2 separate regions of the Mus musculus genome follow, and region 1 is linked to region 2. The links are chromatin contacts, called in public Micro-C maps. All regions are on one chromosome and are shown on one strand. The core of a region is the stretch at or near the end of the contact, and the rest is flanking DNA. Distances in the headings are between cores, read along the strand shown.

Region 1 (4,331 bases), core at 221-2,720, 590 kb after region 2:
CTGTTGGTATGTTAGCAAAAATGACCAGAAATTTTCTTGCCTTATGGAAACTCTCAATCTCTATTATAATCCTCGAGGCATTTCTATTTCAAGGAGTGAGAAGAATAGGGTAAGGGTCAACTTCTTATACCGATATGTGTTCCTAAACAAACACTCTAGCTTCAAGACCCGTCCTTTCCTGACGACATGCATTCACCATCCACGAATCGATAGCAAGCTGCATCATTAGCTCTGTCCATTGACCCCAGTGTTCAGAGGCGGTGGGAATTCTGTGAGAACGGGTAGTCACAGCTGAAACAGACTTGGAATTCCAATTTGTATGCATTAAGCATCCTTTGTATTTTATAAAGCTACAGCACTGGCTTTGAGACAATAACAGAACACAAGAGTACATGCTGTACAGATCCCTACATCAAACGGTACCAGGGATAGTTCCGGAACTTGGTTTTCTCTGCCTTTGAATGTGACTCCCAAAAGGCTCTGAATAGAGTCTCTTATCAGTGTAAAATGTAAAATAACTAAACCCCATCGTGTATATGAAAATCTCACAAATATTTAGGTCGATGTATTTAGGCTATTGACTGACATCACCACCAGTTAACTTGTTTCATGTGGACCTCAACATAATTCAACAAACATTTCAGGAATACCTATTCAACTCCCTACCCCGCCCCCCAAGTCAGGAGTTCAGGTTATAGCACTCACGCTCCTACACAGCAAACAAACACCTCCATAGAAACAGGCTCCTAAGGAAAGAACGACATGCTCAGCTCCGAGGAAGCACAGGGTGTGTATTATATTTCTTTTGTGTACCCTTCAATCTAGCAATTAAAAAAAAAAATCTTTCTACAGGAGGACCCTGTGCAAAGAGACACTTGGGGAGTTCCATCCAGCAGGACCAGGGCAGTGTTGACAGTTCCCCACAGCCGCGCAGAGCAGGACAGAATGATTGGGGTCTAATGAAGGGTCAGCCAGGACCAAATGGTCACAGTAGTGCTGCAAATGATTGGACTTAACTACCCTAATGGTAATGGGAGCTGGAACTACTTTACTCACTAAGAAAATGGAAAGGGGGGCGGGGAGAGCTCAGTTTACCCAGGCCCCCTTCAACCCTTCCGGATAGGACCATCTTGGTAACTGCAGAGACGACAATAAACAAAGAAAAAAGACTTTCCCAGGGGTGAAGTCAAAAGGTCGGCCCCAAGCTGTGCGGGACAATGGGGACCCAGCCTCCTCTTGTGTCTTCCTAGTGGGTGAAGGAGCCTTAATGAAGAGACCTTTTTCACCGCGAAGATTCTAAGCCCCAGCGGGTTCCACCTCCAGCCCTGGGCGGGGGAGGGGCGCGGGGCTGGGACAGGCTGGGCCCCGCCACGCCCCTCTTTCTGCTGCTGCGCGACCCCGGCCCCCGCCTGCGCTCCTGCTCCCCCGCCCCCGCGCACTGCGCGTGCCCAGCCCGGAGCGCGTCCCCGCAATTCCGCGCCGCTGCGCTGCGAGCGCTCAGATCCTGGCCGCTGCAGCCCGCTCAGGCAGGGGACAGCGTCCCGCCTGAAGCCAGGCGCTTGGTCCAGGCTCGGTCCCCGCACCCACGCGCCGCCTAGCCTTGTATTCTCTTCTTCTCTCTTCTCTTCCTCTCTCTCTCTCTCTCTCTCTCTCTCTCTCTCTCTCTCTCTCTCTCTCTATCACTCGTTCACCTAGACCCTGGCCAGTCACCGGCGTCCCCTGCCTCGGTGTCCCCACCCTCTGTACCCTAAGCTGTACCCCTGCGGCTGGCGAGGGGCCGCGGACCGGGCTGGAGATGCGAATCCTGCAGAGCTTCCTCGCGTGCGTTCAGCTCCTGTGCCTGTGTCGCCTGGGTAAGTGATAGGACCTCGGCGGGGCACCCGCGCGGGGCTCAGTCTCTGGGACGCAGCTTGGGTGGGGGATTTCAGAACATTGGGTAGCACCCCAAGAAGAGTTATCCCGAACCTTTCGATGTCACTTGCACCGGCTGCGCCCTCATCCCCTCAACTACCACCTGCTGGGTCCCTCTACTGAGACTCCTTTGGTCAGGACACCTAGACACAGGAGGTCGCCGCCTGTCAGGGTCCCCTCGCATGCGTGCTCTCCATATTGCAAAAAGTGGAAATAGCCTTGTAGACCTACATAAGAGAATGAGTCGGTGACTAGAAATACACTACAGCAGTGGCGAGGGGCTGCGACCTAAACGTTCCTTTCTATGTTGCCACTGTAGTACTGTGGACTTGAACGGAAGGCACACGTGTCTGTCTTGAATTACGCACACGCACCTGAAAGGCACTGAGCTGAACAAGCATCGACCTGACTTTTCTAGTACTTTCAATTTAGTCACGTTCAAGTCCAGGCAGTCACTTACAAAAAAGTTCCAGTCAAATCTCTATGAGCATTCTGCCCCCAGCTTCCAGAGAGAAGAGCTGCAGGTGATGGGCGAACAGGGACACAGCACCTTCGCAGGCGTCCGAACCTTACAAGTGTTAAGTGGATATTACTCTCTGCAGTCAACGGTGTGAATATTTACTGGGAATGAGGGTGCAGACTTAGGTTTCTAAAAAGAAAACAAAAAGTAAAACCTGTCTTTTGTTTTGTTTGTTGTTTTGTTTCCTTATTTTAACTACTAAAAGCCCCTTTCAAATGCCTGTTGGAAGACATTGACCTAAAAATTAGAATGTGTACCTCGATTTGTGAGTATAACTGTTTAGCTCCCATCAGTCCTATAGCCCCACTTTTAAATTTCGTTTATAATAAAGGATATATTAAACATGCACTTCCAATCCGATGGAGAGTGCTCCTCTTAGCACCTTCGCGAACAGAAGTCATTTCTAGTTCTGACTGATGAGACTTGTGTAGGTCACTATGGTGATGACTGCCTGTAATCCACTCTGAGTATTCACCTAACCTCAATCCCCAAGGCTTGGTGAAAGTATTCAGAGCCGTCTTGGCCAATGCCTTGTAGGCAGCCACTCAGCTGACAGATCCCCTGACCTTCCCTGACAGGGCAGGCTTGAAGTTGGTTGTTGAATCCCAAGGACTCTGGTTCTTTAGAAATGTTCTTCCAATCCATACCTGTTGAATTGACATTTCCACATTCCAGCCACAGACATTTTAGCAACAAAGCCAGGTCCTCTTGATACTTAAATTATTGTTTAAGGAGATCTTACAGCATTAGGGAAGCAAATTACAGTATTACTCTGCACTTCAGCAAAACACAAGCCCAAGACTACATTAGGACTGGTTTTAATTGAGGAGAAACATTAGTTGCCACACAATGTATCTGTTTGAAGCACAATGTTCAGTGGTGTTTACTATATTCACAGAGTTGTCTGCTATCACTGACATCTGATCCCAGAGCATGGCATCAGCCCTCCTTGATCACTAACTAAGGTTTCCTGCTCAACCTCTGTGTCTATTGATCGGCCTGCTCTGGACATTTTGTCTGAACAGAATCATGAAACATGCAGCAATTTTTTTTTTTTTTTGGGTCTGGCTTCATTCTCTTAGCAGAATGTTTTCAAGGTGAACTCATGTCTTAGCATGTATCCAACCTCATCACTTTTTATGACTAGCCAGATCCCATTATATGCAAATCACACATTCCCAAAGTTGATTTTTTTGTTGTTGTTGTTGTTTTATTTTCCCATAGTAAGGCATTATTTGTAGCCTGCTTAGGGTTGCATACATTTTAGCTGATTGGACACATGCCTTTGAAGATATATAATGCAAGGGGAAAGAACTGAATGCACTGTTTAAGACTGTTACAAGCTTATACAATAGCATTAAATCTAAGACTGCCTATTAGAAATGAAATATGGGTTCTCTCTCTTTCTCTTTCTCTCTCTCTCTCTCCCTGCCCTACTACTATTACTACTACTACTACTACTACTACTACTACTACTACTACTACTACGAGATGCCTATGTTATCCTTCACCATTTTAAACCAGGCTTTTACATTGCTATAAATAAGTTGTCCTGGGAACACAGGCAAATCACATGGATATATTGCCCTTGGTGTAGCATATTGTAGAAAACTGAGGCATATTATCTATGAATGAAAAATTCAGCCTCCTCTTTAATGCCGCCACCATCTATACATCAGTGTTTATGGATGTATTTATTTCTCATCTTCAGTGCCTTTGGAGCCATCTAGGTACCATGCCACCCATAAAATGTGCTCAACAAAAGGTCTGAGGACAGACTGAGATGTGGTGTAGGTAGCAATTCTGACATAATTAGACCACCAGACGTACCATTATCCAGGAATGTTCAATTCACCAAGGTACTCATTGCTTACAGTGAAGAACCCCTCTGTGATCAGGG
Region 2 (4,081 bases), core at 922-3,421:
TCACCTGTCTGCTCACTGAATGTCAAGTGTACCCCTCCAGCTGGGTGAACTAATGGACACGTCTACTTTGTTATAAAAGCCCTAGACCACATGAAAGAGACACTATAGGACTGTCTTGGACCTGAAAATGTTGTGCTGGTGGGCTGATTCCCTAAATGGCATGTTCTGATGTCTCTCCCAAGGCTTTAGCAGAATGCCTGTGCAGCACTGGATCCCTAGAGGAAACATGAAGGCAGGATTCAGCAGGCTCGTCCATTTGGCCCACAACTCTGGATTATCCTCGCTGTGTGTTCACGGCACACTTTACTTCCCACACTGACTGTATCAGAATGTAATTGTGAGTTTACTTGTCTGTTTTGTCAAGTAAATTATGATCTCTACAGCTGTGTGGTTCAGTGCCAGTCTCACATTTTAACCCAAAGCAGTCTCAATATATATTTCTGAATTAAAAAAAAAAATCAAACACAGTTGGCCTTTAAAAATCAGCTTAAGCAATTGATGTTCTCCACACCCTCTACCCAAACCCAAGATTGCACCCTCTCCAGTTTCCCTTACAAGGAAGAAATGTCTCTATTTTCAGCCTTTAGGCCACTTAGGCATCTGTTCGGGATGTTCCTCATCATGTTAATCCACTCTGTGAGCTGCGCTTCAAAAGACTATCTGCTTCTCCGGGACCAATGGCCGTGGAACAGCTATGGGTGTACTCTGGTCCCTTCTTGGAGAGGCTTAGAGGATAAAGTGGGCTTGGATAAAGGCTCCGACTTTCAGAGAGGCCACTAGCTATTAGCCAAAATATTTCTGGATCAGTAACCATACCCTATCATCAACTTGACTTTCTAAAAATTACAGTGTGGTTTTAGGACCTGGTACGTAGTGTGCGCGCAGTGCTTGCTGGATAAAGGAGTGAATGGGACAGGATGGGTGTGTGAGTGAGCTTTGATTGACCTTAAGTGAGGCTGAGTATTAAAAGCAAGCAAAAGCTGTCCAAGCCTTTCAGCGCTGAGGCTAAGTGTGGTCACCCACCGAGATGATAGCACCTGGAGAGTTTACTAACATTCCAGATGTCCTCTTGGGAGCAGGTGAAAACCCTGTGCCTGTAAGTAGAGGAGGCGGGGCTCTCTGATACCACAACAAAGCATATTCCTGGCACCTTCAAAGGGTTCTTGAAGACAAAACTCTGACTGCTTCTCAGAACCCTTCCTGCTTCTAAAGTACATTTGGTGAAAGCCTAAGCTGCCAATTCCATTTACCTATAATCTCTGTTACTGATGATCAGAATTCATCTGGCCTTAGATTTGTCTGCCTGGCTGGGTTTTACACTGGTGGAAAGGGGTCTTATTTCCACAAACTTCCATAGGTCTGGGCATGCAGTTGGTGTGGGTGCAGGATTTCTGTTGTCGTTGTTTCCACTCGGTAGCCCTGTGGAAGGTATCCTTGGGTGGGGGGTGGGGTCAGTGTGGGTCAGAAGAGGGTAGGGACAGCGTTCATCTATTTGGAATGCTCTAGTCAGCTCTCACCCATTTGTCTGCCTGCCATTTTCCCCCTTAGAAAAGCCTGTGCTCCCAAAAGCTACAGAAATAAGACAAATGAGAAAAGCCATCACAGAACCTAAGTAAAATACGGGGAAATTTGATGGAAAGCTGGAAATAAATGTGTATACAATGACACGAAAAGAACCCTTCTCGCCTATCCTCTCCGCTTCCAAGGGTGGAAAGATCAGCTTTTTGTGGTATCAATTCTGACCTTATAAAGATAATTCACCAGTGAGAAATACAAGAAAGAAGAGCAGAGTGCTCCGCCCCCCTCCCTTCGGGCCCCCCCACACCTTTACCCTTTTTACTCAAAGGGTAAATCTAGATGTGGCTAGATTTTCTCTCAAGGATGCTAAGAAGTGCTCATCGTTTCTTTGCTCTCCGCTTGACTCAGTCTCGCAGTGACCTCCTCTAAGGACATTGTGAGAGGAGGAAAGGTCGTGACACTCCCAGGTCTAGTTAGACAGTCACGGAGGCTCAGCCCAGGAGCGCCCCCCGCAGAGCCCACTGTTAGCCAATGAGACACTGAAGTTTCCAGATGGTGAGGTACAGGGTTGCTGCTGAGCCAATCAGACTCCAGGCGCGGTCAGGGGGGGAGGAGATGCGAGGAGAAGCCTGGGGCGATGGAGACACAGAGACATCAGCAGAAGTTTCTCACCTTGGAAAGTGAGGGAAGCTCCCGCATCTCCAGCTCATCCTCACCTCTGCGCCAGAGGACCTTAGGCTACTTTCTCCGCCTTATCTTGCCTAGGGGACTGCTGATAGTCTCTGTCCTTGCTGCCCTGTTTAATGTTACCTTCCAGGGGAAAGAGAGCAAGGAACAACTGGGTGCTAAGAAACTGACCCCAGGCCCTGCGGGCCTCTGGAGAGAGGAGACAGAGGAGGAGTGGCTGGGGCTGGGGGTCTCCATGCGTGGGCCATGGACAGAGCGGCGCTCCTGGCCCTGCCCAGCTTGTGTGCGCTGTGGGCAGCCGTGCTGTCGCTGCTCCCCTGCGGAACCCAGGGCAACTGGATGTGAGTATGGGCTCTGTGGAGGCATATAGGGTGGCTGGTCAAAGGAATGACCCAACTAGTGGGCTTTCAACTTGAGGCTGGGAGAGAAGGGGTGGAGACCCTAGGAACGCTGACCTAATGCTTTTGGGGTGGGGGAGGGAAAGGGGAGAGGCTTACCTCAGGGGTGCCGCGTCTTACAGGTGGTTGGGCATCGCCTCTTTCGGGGTACCGGAGAAGCTGGGCTGCGCCGACTTGCCGCTGAACAGCCGCCAGAAGGAGCTGTGCAAGAGGAAACCGTACCTGCTGCCTAGCATCCGCGAGGGCGCCAGGCTGGGCATTCAGGAGTGCAGAAGCCAGTTCCGACACGAGAGGTGGAACTGTATGGTCGCCACTACCACTTCCACCCAGCTCGCCACAGCCCCCCTCTTTGGCTATGAGCTGAGTAGCGGTGAGTCACCAGGACCCTCGGGGATGGTAGGACATACAAGGCGACAGCTTTTCTGCGCGTTCCTTCGATAGAGTGTATAGCGCCTGCACAATTCGGTGCTGGCAAGGTCTTCAATATGGAACATTTGGTGCGAGGTGGGGGTGGGGGAAAACTGGGGCAACAAGGGCCAGCCCCCAGTGTGCAGGTGCGGCCCTGGGGAGGGACGTCCGAGATCTACAGAAGGACTCTTAGAAGGGCTGAAATTCTCCTTGCTTCCCCTGGCCCCTGCCAAAGTTTCAGAAAAACTGAGTTCCTATCCCGTCGACCCCAAGGACCCCATGGCGCCCCGCTCCGTGGGTGACCAGCTGGACAAACATGAGGTCTACAGCCGAGAATGATGCAGCCGCATCTGCTTTGATTTAAGCAGCTCTGTGGCGCCCAGAGCTGCGGACAAGTGGCAATTGAAGCACAGCCGCACGTTTTACTGACTCCTGGGAACACCAGGTTTAGTGCACGATGGTGATTTTTTTTTTAAGGGACTGTCACCTGAGCGCGACTTCTGTGTCCCCCACTTTTCTGTTTCTTCCATCTCTCCTTGACCGGGCGGGAGCTCTCTCTGCGGTACGGGGAAAGTGCGGTGGAAAAAGAAAAAGTTCTTCCTACAGACGTGGTGACTTAGCGGGGCTAGTGGTGCTAGGATGCTTCCTGAGATATTAGCAAAGTAGGAGTTTTAGGCCTGAGGCACTGAAAGATGCGCTGTCGTTTTTTTAAAGTTCATTTCCGTTCGTACTGCACTTTGACCCTTCTCCAGTCAGTTTCTGCACGCGCCTCCACAGAGCTGTGCGTCCCAGCTCTGAGTTTTGTCTGGCAAGTGATGCTGAAGGATCCCTGGCCTGGGGGTGGGGGTGGGGTAAGGGCTAAGAACCAGGAGGAGAAAGAAAAAGTAAGAAAGAGAGAGAATGTGTCCTAAACAGTTGCTGAGATGCAGAAGCATTCGTTACCGAAAAGGTTTATTGGACAACCGGCGTGAAGCAGTTTCTATTCCAATCTAAACATCTGGAAAGAAAAAAGTTGCCTGCTGAGTCCTTCCGAGTCTGTTTTATGAATGTCTTAATGGAAATTTGATTTC

Evidence for each region. A called contact is a pair of places that touch in the nucleus more often than the background predicts.
Region 1: a Micro-C map of embryonic stem cells shows a contact between it and region 2, with 2.1 times the contacts expected there. The contact joins the promoter of Ptprz1 here to the promoter of Wnt16 in region 2. A contact is called at or near these places in 2 of 39 promoter capture datasets (embryonic stem cells and hippocampal neurons) and 1 of 484 Hi-C or Micro-C datasets (embryonic stem cells).

The regions. Positions count from the first base shown.
Region 1 is chr6:22,874,032-22,878,362 of GRCm38.p6, forward strand. Ptprz1 (protein tyrosine phosphatase, receptor type Z, polypeptide 1) reads left to right here and starts at 1,471. Exons shown (of 30, transcript NM_001081306.1): 1 at 1,471-1,853. The coding sequence starts at 1,796.
Region 2 is chr6:22,286,056-22,290,136 of GRCm38.p6, forward strand. It overlaps Wnt16 (wingless-type MMTV integration site family, member 16), which reads left to right and starts at 2,172. Exons shown (of 4, transcript NM_053116.4): 1 at 2,172-2,546; 2 at 2,726-2,973. The coding sequence starts at 2,452.